2 separate regions of the Mus musculus genome follow, and region 1 is linked to region 2. Evidence: chromatin contacts called from public Micro-C data. All regions are on one chromosome and are shown on one strand. The core of a region is the stretch at or near the end of the contact, and the rest is flanking DNA. Distances in the headings are between cores, read along the strand shown. Region 1 holds the start of Ror2 (receptor tyrosine kinase-like orphan receptor 2). Region 2 holds the start of Nfil3 (nuclear factor, interleukin 3, regulated).

What was found. Hi-C and Micro-C count contacts between places; a contact is called where the count stands out from the background.
Region 1: a Micro-C map of embryonic stem cells shows a contact between it and region 2, with 8 times the contacts expected there. The contact joins the promoter of Ror2 here to the promoter of Nfil3 in region 2. A contact is called at or near these places in 11 of 39 promoter capture datasets (the 3T3-L1 cell line, cranial neural crest, embryonic stem cells and 4 more), 3 of 484 Hi-C or Micro-C datasets (all in embryonic stem cells) and 1 of 115 datasets of contacts at active chromatin or transcription factors (pancreatic cancer cells).

What each region holds. Positions count from the first base shown.
Region 1 is chr13:53,281,967-53,288,179 of GRCm38.p6, reverse strand. Ror2 (receptor tyrosine kinase-like orphan receptor 2) reads left to right here and starts at 2,056. Exons shown (of 9, transcript NM_013846.4): 1 at 2,056-2,399. The coding sequence starts at 2,303. It overlaps Gm33574 (a long non-coding RNA gene), which reads right to left and starts at 1,999. Exons shown (of 3, transcript XR_382385.4): 1 at 1,682-1,999.
Region 2 is chr13:52,976,494-52,982,916 of GRCm38.p6, reverse strand. Nfil3 (nuclear factor, interleukin 3, regulated) reads left to right here and starts at 1,878. Exons shown (of 2, transcript NM_017373.3): 1 at 1,878-2,056.

The DNA.
Region 1 (6,213 bases), core at 807-3,306, 310 kb before region 2:
CAAGCTTCGCCCGGTGTGGCACACAGTCTCCTGCTGCTGCCTGTGGATCCGGATGTAGAATCCTCAGCTCCAGCACCATGCCCGCCTGCAGGCTGTGGTGTTTACGATAATGGATGAAACCCTTGAACCTGTAAGTCAGCGTGAACTAAATGTTTCCTTTATAAAAGTTGCCCTGGTCTTGGTTTCATGGCAATGAAACCCTCAATAAGTGGCTTGGGTGGAATTATTTGTGAATTTGGTCTTTGGCAGTAACCTGTCTGGGCTTCATATGGGTGCACTCCTGCAGCACAGGGGAAGGTTTCCAAACTATAGCAACAGATAACATGACTACTGGGGCATGTGTCTGTGGTGGGAGTCCTGCTACTCTACCTGAAGCCCTGTGGGGTTGTGGATTGACAATGACAAAAACAGTGCCATCTTTACCTGGTATTAAAAAGTTACTAAGAATTCTTTTTTTCTCTCTTTTTTTCTCCCCTCCCCCCCTTTTTAAATTTTTGTCTTTTTTTTTTGGAGTCTGTCTCATTATGTAGGTCTGGATATCCTGGAGCTGATTCTGCAGCCCAGGCTGGTCTCAGACTCACAGAGCTCTGCCTGCCTCTGCCTCCCAAGTTCATCAAAGACACATGCCACCGTGACTAGCTACAAATAACTCTTAAAGTCATAAAAAAACCAAGACTACAGGCAACCCAATTAAAACCAAATGTGGGGCTGGAGCTATGCCTTCGTGGGTGAGTGCTTGCCTAACATTCGAGAGGTTCTGGGCTCAGTCTCCAGCACCATCTGCACATGCCTGCAATCCAAGCGCTCAGGAGGCAAAGGCAGGGTACACTCGAGGTTATCTTTGGCTACATAACAACTTTGAAGTTAGTCTAGGATTCATGTACCTCTGTTTAAAAACAACATCAACAACAATGAAAACAACTGAACCAAATAAGACCAACCTTGGTCCTTGGCAACACCCTGTCAAAGAGGAGTGATGCTGCCGGGGCTGGAGAGACAGCTGGCTCAGCAGTTAAGAGCACCGACTGCTCTTGCAGAGGACCCTGGTTCAGTCCCCAGCACTCCCAACGAAGCTCACAATCATCTGCAACCTTAGCTTAAGGGGATGTAAAGCCCTCTTCTGACCTCCTCTGTCACTGCACACATCTAGGTCACAGCCATGCACGCAGGTACTCACACATGCATGTAAAATAAAAATGAGCACATCTCAAAGCAGCAACAACAAAGGCTGGGGATGTAGATCAAACTGTTTGCCTAATATGTAGAAGACCTTGAATTAAACTCCCAGCCTCCTCCTTTCAAATATTTGAAGTGATATTTCCCAGAAGAAGTTTAGGCTGTTGGTGAACAAAGGAAAGATACTACCGTGCAAAGGCACATAACATTCATTAGGAAAATACACGTTAACACATACATTGTCGACGCCCTGGTCTCCAGTGTGTTCTTGGGATACTCCAGGACCCCTCGCTCAAGCTCTGCCCCAGGACCCTTCACTTCCCTGATGTGTGCTGGCTGTTGTCATAGCCTTGGTTGGCTCCCATCCTACTACCCTCATTAATGGGGCGTGTGCTGACTTTTTGCTAGATTCCCGGAGGGTCCTGATCCTCCCAAGGGGCTTGGCAGGACGCCCATGGGGACGCAGCCGGCTATATTCTGGAAAATCTGTGTTCGAAGACCATACCTCATCTCTCACTTTGGGCCCAGGATTTCGAAGAACTGACAACTGAATTCCCCTCGTGGGGCTTCATCAAGGGACGCCTAGTTAATGATTTGTGTGGTCCAGGTCCCCAAGTTTCCAGGCTTCTGATGGTGGGTGGCAACACTGCTGCAAGAGCAGATGAACCGGAGGCTCCACCTTTGTGCCTAGAAGTCCCGGAGGCGCTGGCGGGAGGGCGGGTGCTGCAGGCGGCTCCCTGGACGCAGGGGCGGACCCGGCTCCTTCCCGCTCACTCGGGTCGCTGCCCTTGAGTCACTCCGGCAGAGGGCGCCGGCGCCGGCCTCTCTGCCCATCGGGGCGGGCGAGCTGGGGACCCTGCCTCCTGCGCGCCCGCCCGCGTTCCGCCCCCCCTGTGCTCTTCCCGGCGGCCGGCGGGACGCCCGTGCCCGAGCCCCAGAGTCTCTGCAGTGAATCGGTGCATCGGGGCAGGGAAAAAGGGACACCAGAGTGGCCCTCGAAGGGGACCAGCCTGCGAAGCGCGAGGAAGGAAGAAGCGGACGCGTGGCGGGGAGGGGTTGAGGCGCCCCGGCCCGAAGCCCAAAGGCCGAGCGCGCGGTAGGCGACCGGGCACCCACGGCCCGCAGCATGGCTCGGGGCTGGGTGCGGCCGAGCCGTGTGCCTCTGTGCGCCCGGGCCGTCTGGACGGCTGCGGCGCTCCTGCTCTGGACACCCTGGACGGCAGGTAAGGACCCTGCGTGCGCCCTCCGAGCATTGCCCGCTCTTCCACCACTCTCTCGGCCGCCGCGCGGGCGCCGGTGCTCTCGATCGAGGGGCGCCAGGCAAGGCCATGCTTCGCGCGCTCGGCGCCAGCTTGGGCCCGTGCCCTCAGTCGCCTGGGGCTGGTTCCAATGAGCTGCGCTCTAGGGACCACTAAGTGTTTCCAGAGGCCGGGGTGGGCAGCGGCCGGGAGCTTTTCTTAAGTACATCACAGTCGAGATGTGCACCGGTAGACGTGCTCTGTGTGACCCAAGACCTGGACTCCATCGTTTCTTCCCAGGTCACCGCCGTTCCAGTCCACATGCATCCCTTGAACCTTGTCTGCCTCCGGGGCAGATGCGGTCCTGAGTTAGTCTTTTTTTTCCCCGGGGCAGTGGGGAACGCACGATCGAAGGTCTTGGCTTCCCTTTTGTTGAAATTGGTGGCCAAAGTGGTGTTTGGTGGGTCCTGCTTAGCTGGGGGCTTGGCCCCGGGATTTGATTTGCGAGGCTGAAGGGGAAGTGCCCTTCCCCCTGTCCTCGTAGTGTTTTCTCGAGCGTTTCTTCCACCTCTGGAGGATTCTGTGTGGGCTTGATCAGGGCTCAGGAGACCCTGTCAAGGAGCACAGACGTGTTTTTGGAGGATACCTGGGTAGAAATGACTGTGGTGGCCGGAGGAGGAAGAGGCGATGATCCTCCCAGTGCAAACCCTAGAGCACCTACTGGCCGTCAGGTCTGTGGCCCGAATCCCCGCGGCCTGTTGGCTCGGCTGAAGGTAGGCACGGCCTCCGGGCCCAGGAGGGTCAGGGACTCTTGAGGTTTGCCCTAAGTTTCTGAGCTGCGTGAGACGCGCCCTACTGGGACAGTGACTTCAGTGTTCCCCAGCCCCCCAGTGTTCCCGCAAGCAGGTGAGAGTTAAGGGGCAGAGTCAGGCAGCAGGACTTGGGGATCTTTCCAAGTCCTGCTGTGCGGGGGCGCTTTCTTGTGTCGGGTCCAAAGAAGGAAGGAAATGCTGAGCAACCTTCCAGGAGGGCGTTTGGGTTTAAACCGATGCTGATGGTATTTACCGTTTCTGATCTCTTGATTTGCATTGATACACCTATCCCCGAAAGCAGGAACCGCTGATTGCAGAATGAGAGTGCCCTGTATCTTAAATTAATGTCATTACCAAACTGCCCGCCCCGCAAGAATTCCCCCTTCTCCACCATCAAGAAATTCTTTTGAAACTAAGGGGCTATAAACTGGTCGCCTCCATAGGGATTTTGGCCTTTGCCACAGGCCCTTACAAATCTTGTGGTTTGGGGTGTCTTGAGGTGTAGCTGGGGTGGGGGCACAGGATCCGCTATGGTAAGGGGGCAGGAGCCTTGGTTGCTTAAAGTCAATTTTGTAACCAGAGTAGAAAGGCCTACTTGCATTTTGAATGTATCAGTTTGAGGACTGCCTTCACTTGGGTAGGAAGGATAATCGCGTCTGATGAAGAAAGCCACCAGCCCCCCCCCCCCCCATCTGTGGGGGTAATTTATCTTTGCTAGTGAAATGGAACTGTAATCTCTAGAAAGACTTTGTTTCTCTTGTTTCTGGATTGTTTGCTAGTCTAGTCGATAGATAACAGGCATGCTTGTTCGTGTACACACACACACACACACACACACACACACACACACACACACACACACGAAATTATACAGGGCACGTGGGTGTTTGAGATCTTTTTTGTTGTTAAGGAGTGAATCCCAGCAATTGGAGAGTTCTATACTTGAAAGGATTTGGGATGTAAAAACATGAAAAAATTATTTTAAAAGGATATATGTTCTTATTCCATATTTTAATAGAAAGACTCCATTCCCTAAGGACAGGAATACCTGCTTTGGGACTCTGTTCTCAGGGGTAGGCAGGACAGGAGTGATGGGGCTTTTGCCTTCTCCTGCCTCTCATTTCTGCAGGGCCCAGATTGCCTCTGGCCCATATCCCTGAGTGGTGGTCACAATACCCAATGACAGTCTTCTTAGAAGAAAAGAAATGAGATCATCTTGTGTAAAAGACTTTGTGGAAACAGAAAAGATTTTGTGTGTGCAGTAAAACATGTTTTTCTTATTATGGTTGAGTACCAAGCAGGGAAGAGCTACACATTCGAAACCTTTCAGTGTTTCATAACAATTTCAAGTCGAGCCCTGGCATCCAGTGATGAAGAGCGCCACCCTGAAAATCCGAGCCTCACGGACTCCTTTGGGACATACATTATCAGGGAAGGGATCCGACCAGCCAGGTTCCATTTAAAACAAAACAAGACAACCCAGAAGGTGGTTTTTCTTCTGGAGAGTCATAACCTGAGGCCTCCAGCATGCTAGGTTGGCACCCTCCCTCTGAGCTGGGCTCTCCCTGTGGCTGCTCTTGCTTAGTTAACCTGGTATAGCGAGAAAGCCAATAAGCTTTCTGCTTGGTATTTTTGCATGCAAACCCAAACCCAAACCTAAACCACTGGTTTAAAAAACGTGCATTTTTGGGAGCAGTTTTGATGGCAATCCCCTGCAAAGGCTGGAAGCAGCACCCAGTGACTTTTCTATTCTTGTTGTTAAACATTCTTCCCATTGTTTACCCAGAACGTAGCTGTAATTGGTGTTTGTGTGACTTGCAGAGAGTCTCTCACTAGTTGCCTCTTTAAACAGATAGCCTGGGGAACTTACAAGCCTGGCAGAAGCTACACTTTATGCAGGCTTTTTTCTTTTTTCTTTTTTAAAGCATCTTCTAAAGAGAATGGGATGGATACTCAGGAGTTAGAAGTGGCTTCTTTGACTGGTCAGGGAGGTGAATCCTTCTTGGAGGTATTTCAACTCTTCTTTAGAGTGTGTTGTGGGGATGGCCAGGAAGGGAAGGTGTCATTATGAAGCACGCTACTACTAAATGGTATGCTACTGGAAGGTTCATGGAGTGTCCCCTAAGGTGACATAGATCTCCCGGCATCTATCTGCCGGTTGTTTGGAGACCTGGAGAGGAAACAGTGATCTCCTTGCTACCCAGTTGTGACCACTGGATTTGCTTTGCTATACCCCACTCGAGATTCCCTGGGCTGGCCATTCCTACGTGGGTCTTCTGGCTGGGACTACTCTTTGTGAGCCATTAGACTGTTTCCTCCTTGGGGAACCCCAGTGACTACTTATATGGGACCCTATGTCCCCAATGGCAAACACACAGGATTTCCAAGCAGAGCCAGGATTGTGTTTTTCTTGGGTGTGTGTGGTTACTAGTCAATTTGTATAAAAGGCTGTTGGGTAAAAAGGACCCATTTGGTCACTGTGGCTTTGGAGTCTTGGATTCGTGCCATTCCATTCGTACCATCCCCTGGTGACAGTGAGGTGCTGACGGGGCGGTGTAACCTCTCCAGTTTTGGAGTTTAAAAAAAACAAAAAACAAAAGCAAAGCAAAGCAATTAAGGGGACTGCAGCCCAGGAGCTATGGCGGGAGCCTACTTGGGCTGTTGAAGGCCTTCTTCACCTAGCATGTATTTATTTGGTTTGGTTAGAGGAGCTTGCCAAGTTGGAACCCAGGGTGGAACAGCTCTGCTTACATGTACAGCGCTCATAAAAACTGTCTAGGGTGTAATGTGTTTGAAGTCATATTGACAGAGCAGCTGAGGAGCGGTTGGTTGGACCATGGTGAAGATTTTCGTAACACTTTTCAAAATGGGATTGGTTTTGGTTTGGTTAAGCGTCGCTGATGAGTTTTCTGGGATACGTTTCCTTTAAGTTCTAATTCTGATCTCACCTCCCTGCCCCCGCCCCCATCAAAAAAGCCAAAGGGAAG
Region 2 (6,423 bases), core at 629-3,128:
CCAAGTTAGATGACAATGACGGAAGCATAAATGTGGTGGAGGCGCAATGTAAACTGCCCCCGGGAATGAAGACAGGCATCAGATTTCAAAATTCAGTATAAAGAACAGCTTCGTGGGTCACAGCAGTCCGTTCTTCCGCTGTCAGCCTTGGGTGAGTCAGGCAAGTTCAATTTTTTTTTTTTTTTTTTTTTTTTTTTTTTTTTTTTTTTTGTGAAAACGCTATTCCCCGATTCTACCTACTTAGGGATCCTATGACATCAGTAAATTCGAGAAAAGTGGAACCGATTAACCAAATCAAGATTCGTTTACATCAAGGTAGTTAGTTCTTCGGAAAAAAACAAAACAAAAAACAAAAAAAAATCCAAACAAACAAAGTGTAAAGGGGGGAGGGGGTGTTCCCTGAACTGATCAGCACCCGTGAAAGGAGATTTATCCTCTATTGCGTATCTGTGCTATGGGGGCTTTATTGGTTAAGGGGTATTTTACCAGCTAGACTCCATCATTATTGCCCTGTGAAGGCGTCCAAAAGTCCAACGGTGAATGGCATTTAAATCACCACTGGATGTGCCTCGGAGATTATTTGTGGAGTTACTACTGTGTGTCTTGAGTAAATGGAAAGAGATCCACTTGGTGAGATGTTCCGGGTGGGGGTCCCGCACACTCACTCTTTATTTTGGGGTTTGCTTTCTTTGAAAAATGAGAAAGGAGGGGGTTGAGTGAGGGAATCATTCGAGCCCAGGTCCCACAGTCCGAGCTCAAGGACCTTGCCACCTGCCACATTCCGTATTTGGGCAAGCGCGTGCGTCACTGTCAGGAATATGGCTCCCTTTGCCAAGGCCGGCTATAATCTTACGTGTCTGTAAACGCGGGGAGTGTTTGCCACGTTCCTTTACAATAGCCAACCCGATGACTGACTTAAGAACATGCCACCAGATGCTCTGTCTCCCATTTCCTTATGTCTTTTGTACATCCCAGGAATTGGGGAAAGGGGGGTGGGGTGGGGGCTGGCTGGCGTGTTCACTGAGAACCGAAAGGAGAGGAGAACTACCAGTTCAAGATGCTTGGGGAATGCCCTCCGTGGCTTGCTCTAGCCCGAGCACCGAAAGCGGGTAGGTTTCCCAGCCGGGGACACCGAGGCCGCGGACTCTCAGGTCCTCGGAGACAGCCGCCACCTCTCCACGTGGTCGGGGACACAGACCAACCGGGTCTAGCTTGGTTTCCCAACCGTGTTACGCAACAACTTTGTAGGGGTCGTCTTCGCCCTAATTGTGTCGGGAGCGCTGTTTGTGTTACCGTTGCGGCGCTGCCCGGGAGAGGAGCGGGACATTTCAGTAGCCCGGCTGCCGCGCCCCTTTCCCGGTCTCAGAGGGGACCGTGGGCACAAGGAGGCCAAGGTCCCCGCCACGCCCGTGTCCCCATAGCCCTCACCCGGGGTTCTATTGGCAACAGGTAGCCCGGCCCTCTGTGGCTCTCCGGGAAACAAACAAACAAAAAAAGGTGCTGGCACCACGGAGCGAGCGCAGCGACCCGGAGGGCGCGGCCGGCAATGGGCAAAAGGGTCCTGGGCTCCTCTTAGGCGTGCCTCGGGTTGCTCCGCGGTGCGTCCCGTTGCGCAACATAGCGCTCGGCCTGGGTCCCCACGGACAGCGGGTAGCAGCTGCGGCCGCGGCCAGAGAAGGACGCGGACTGCCAGTGGCGCCGCGGCGGAGAGGACGGGGCGGGGCGGGGCGGGGCGGTGGGGAGCCCGCCCCTGTCGGCGCGGCCAGTGGCGGCGGGCCGGGGGCGGGCGCGGGCGCGGCGATTGGGGCGGCCGCCGCCCGTCACGGCGGGGCTGGCGGGCGGCGACGTAGCGCGGCGCTCGGAACTGACCTACTAACACACATCTCTCGGCGCGGCCACGGCGCCCGCGGACCCGGCGCGCCCGCTCGTCTCCCGCGCCGCGCCCTCGCCACCGCCCGCTGAGGGCCCGGCGGAGCTTGAATCGCGCCCCGGCGCCGCCAGCCCGGTTACAGCCGCCCTTTCTTTTCCCCCTCACGGACCAGGGAGCAGAACCACGGTAAGCGCTCCGCCCACCGGCGGCCCCGGGGGCCCTGCTCTGCTCCGTGCCCGCTCTTGGAGCGCGCGGCCGGCGGGCGTAGGGCGCGGGATGCGTGCGGGCGCGGCGCAGGGCTGGCGGGAGGCGGCGAGTGTGCGCGGGGCATGCATTACATAAACTTTTGCTGCCTTGGCAGGAGGGGGGACTCGCCACCTTAAGGTAGCTGCTTTGATTGCAGCGCCCTGGCGCCCGCACGTAGCCCGGGCTGCCGCGCGCTCCCTCCTCCTCCCCGCTATTGCATAATGTCTCCGGATTTCAGGAAAATTGATGTTTCGGTGGCGAAGAGCGCGCCGTGGAGGCGGAGTGGAGGCCGATCCTTTTAGCAGCCAGACGACTTGCCCTGCTCTCCGGGGTCTCTCCGCGCTAGTCCCCAATCCGGGCCAGCTAAGGGGAGGGTTGAGTCTTGATTTGCTTAGGAGGATTGGGAGTACCAACGGTGACGGCAATCGGAGATGCCTGCGCGGCGTTTGTTTGTGTCAGGCGCTGTGTCGGCACCGACGTTTTCCAACCCGTTTGTCGTCACCGTGTTTTACGAGCCCTCGGGAAGGTGGAGGGATGTGTCCTTTCTTACATTGCATAATGGGCCAGCGATGAAACGTGGGCACCGAGGACGAACTGATGTGAGAATGTGCGCGTGTGATTTGTGTGCAATGATTTGGTCATTTTAGCGCAGCGTTGGCTATTAGATCCTTATTGGTACCTCTGTATCGTCCCAAATACGCATATTTTAAAAAACGATTCTATGGAGTTCATTATTAAGAAAGAAGAAATCCTAGTCTTGGACACTAATGCGCGCGGGGGAGGGGGGGCTCCTTAAATGTTCCGAGGTGTTATTTTTAAAACCCGGACGAGCCATTGTGACGTTTGCCTCCCCACTTTTCCCAACTGGAATGCGATGCGTTTCATCAGCCTTTCTTTTTCTTTCTTTCTTTTTTTTTTTTCTCACCTTATCGTCATTGGCTTTTTTTTTTTTTTTTTTAAGACACCACAAGACAAATCATTACTAGATTCCTGGAAATGTGAGGTTATGTAACTGCCGAATTTGCTGGCTGTTGAGCATAGAAAGGGAGCTAATTACGTGATTTTATAATCTTGCCACAAAGAAAGTAGGGCAATCTCAGCGTTGAAGAATGTCACCATCAACAGGGGTTTTGTTGGTTCTTTTAAAGGATATTTTAAGCCGGAAAGTGACGACCGACTAAGCCTTGACATAGCTCATGCTTGCCAAATGTGTGTCTTTTACCCTAAAAGAAATGTACGTCTTTCTAAATATAGCCCTATCACATTTTAACAATCCTGGCCTCAGTGCTATTTCTGGTTTCTCCAGGGCTGTGTGCAAATACGAGCTCAAGGCCATTTGCTGTAGTTTTAACTCCACGCCTTCCAAGACCTCTGATAAGACTGTATTTTTAGGAAGGCATTTCGCAGCACCCAGAGACTGCTGGTGAACGCGGGGGCCCCATTTATCATTTTAAAGGACACTTTGGAGGAACTGCTGCGTTCAGAGGGCAACAGGGAATGGCCAAGTGACACCTTCTTTTCTGGCTTTTGTAAATAACAACGGCTAATGAGGTCAAAAGTATTTATTTCACATCATAATTTCCCCCAGATCAGATATGAGTTATGGGAAGTATATATAGGTTAGTAGATTGTATTTTTGCCTTGTATAACCTAGTTTTATTCTTGGAGATAGAATAATATGGTAAGTATCCGGATATTAAATTTCTTCCCGGATTCTTACTTAGTGTAATGATGTGTGAATATACGTATTTAATAGTGTCTGTGAGATATAGTTTTCTTAGCGTACCATTTACATAATTGAACTACAATATTATTTTAGGGGGCGGAGACATTCTAGATGATGACTCCTGGAACATATTATCCCTATTTTAGCCGTTTTCCAAGACGCTGCAGTTGCAGTAGGCCCCCCAGCAGCAGACCCTGACCCACTTTGCGTGCTGGGCTGGGAGACCCAAGCCTTCAGAGGCGGGGGGCCTGGGGGGACTTTGCAGCGCCACCTTTCATCATGCGTCCTTGCGCCCCTCGCTGGTCCGGGAGACCGGGCACGCGCCTGGCAGTGGCAGGCAGAGACCTCGACCCAAGACGCTCCCCTTGGGCAGCAACTGGACGCGCCTCGCGGTGGCCCGCGCGGCTCCCCGGCCCCTCCCGCATTCCTTTGTTCTGGCGCGGGGGTCCTCGCGGCGCCGAGGCCCCGCTGCGCCGCCCACCCGGCGGGGGGCGGGCCTGGGGAGCGGCGCGGCGTGGGGGCGCGGCCGCGAGCGGGGCGGAGGCTTGCAGGGCCGAGTTCGGTGAGCTGCGCTCGCCCGGAGCCGGTGGCCTGAGGCGGAGAGCAGGCGTGCCTCCTGGGCGCCGGCTCCGGTGGCCTTGGGCCTCGGGACAGTGCAGCCTCAGGCAGACCGAGCCAGAAGCTGACTCTACTCCGGAGCACCGCTAGCCGCGACCCCCACAGATATCTTTGTTTCTGGAGTCTCCGTTGAATTTCAGAGGCAAGATCTCTTCTCCATTCACGGAGTGAAAAAGCAGGACATCTAAATGGCTACAGAAAGAAGGGAGGGCAGTCTTGATCGTGATGGATAGGAGGGACAGTGCTTGAACATGGACAGTGGAACCCAGTTTTTTTTTTTTTTTTTTTTCTTATTGTAGCTAAAGTTTATTTGATCCAAAGCCCGGGATGATATATATGGTCGGGAGTCCCTAATTCAAAGTCACCCACATAGATGTAGCTGTCTCTCCTGTAAAAGTACCTCTCTACTTCCTCTCTCTACTTCATCACAGCTCCACGTTTCTCCCGGTGGCCTTCTGAAGCCACAGGAAAGCCTCCTGGTGTTTGGAGGGTGATCAGCTCAGGCTGCTCTCTGGATGGCAAACCTGGAATTCAGCATCAAATGATGCTCTTGGATACCCTAAGGACCCTCTTTGGGAGTCTGCTTTGGGAGATGCAAAAAAGGCAGGTGTAAGTGCTGCTCTCTCCCCAGTATATGATACTCTCTCCTCAGTATATGATAGACCTTCACTGCCTTTCAGGGAAACCTGAGGGGAAGGAAGCCCGTGGATCCGCACAGTTAAGAAGGGGCTCAGTAAATGTTTCCAGAATGCTTATGTTTGGACTGGCTTTCCTTTACGGAACCGAATCTCACAGAAAGAATGAAGACAGGTTGGTATTGGGCCTGTAAAGATTCACCTTCTCTGTTACCCCTGAATACCCTTGCCTTGTGCGTGTTACTTAATGTTTGTACCAAGATAATTCTTGAAGCATCGAAGTGCTTCAAGGTCCCAAGTAACTGGGACCTTAGGGAGTATTGGAAGAAACGGAGGTGACAAGGTCCCCACAGCAAGAGTAGCTTGGCCTTTTCCAGATCCCTGGAATTTTCTGTGACTTGAGTTCTCTAGCCTGGCTGATCTCTTCTTCTAAACCATCAGCAGTGCGCATTCTCACCTACACTTGTGCACGTGCACGCTATCTTAGAGAGAGGATACGGGGAGCTGTGTGGATGTCAATTAAAGCCAGGCCCCGTTAGACTGATGACTCTTGACCTCCATGAAGAAACCTAGGCCCGAAGTACCCAGGGCAGTCTCAAATTAGTGCCTTGCAGAAAGGACTGGAACCTGGAGTCCTCACTGCCTTGATTCAGAAATATGAAGGGCAGTTACTAAACAAGGCAGGACCCACTGGGCACCACCCCCACCCACCACCCCCACTTTACAAAACAGGTGCTCAGAGAAGCTGGGTAAGCAGTCCAGCGTAGAGTTTCAAAAGATGAGAGTTGTGCTAGCTGTGTTCATGCTCCTCCACCGTTCTGCCTGTCCCTTCAACGAGAGTGAACACAAGCTCACTGTACTTTGTGAAACAGTTTCCTTTTCTGTGTTGAGGGCTTATCTTGGCAATTATAACATCACCATGATGCAACAGCCTGCAAATTAAAACCCTTTGTGAAAGGCTGAGCACAGAGTTGAGCAAGGCCCCTGACTCACTCCCGCCAGCGGAGATTTCTAGCTGACCTAGCCGTGATCATCAGTGGGTTCCTGGGTTCCAAGATGCAGGTCTGATTGAAGCGTGGGCTGGAAAGGCGGGGTCAGAGTGCTCGGCGTTATTTTTACCCGGCTTCGGAATAATGAGGCGCACGCCTCATTATTTCCATTGTGACCCAGATGGCATTGATGCTGTTAAGAGTTGTTTATTTTTAATTTGTATTGAGGAATGAGAGCACGCTGGGGATTCAAGTCAAACATAACAAACAATGTAATTGAGGTTTCCCCCGCTGATGCTCACTTCTTGTTTTTGTCAGGTATGCCCCGCGTTTCACAGG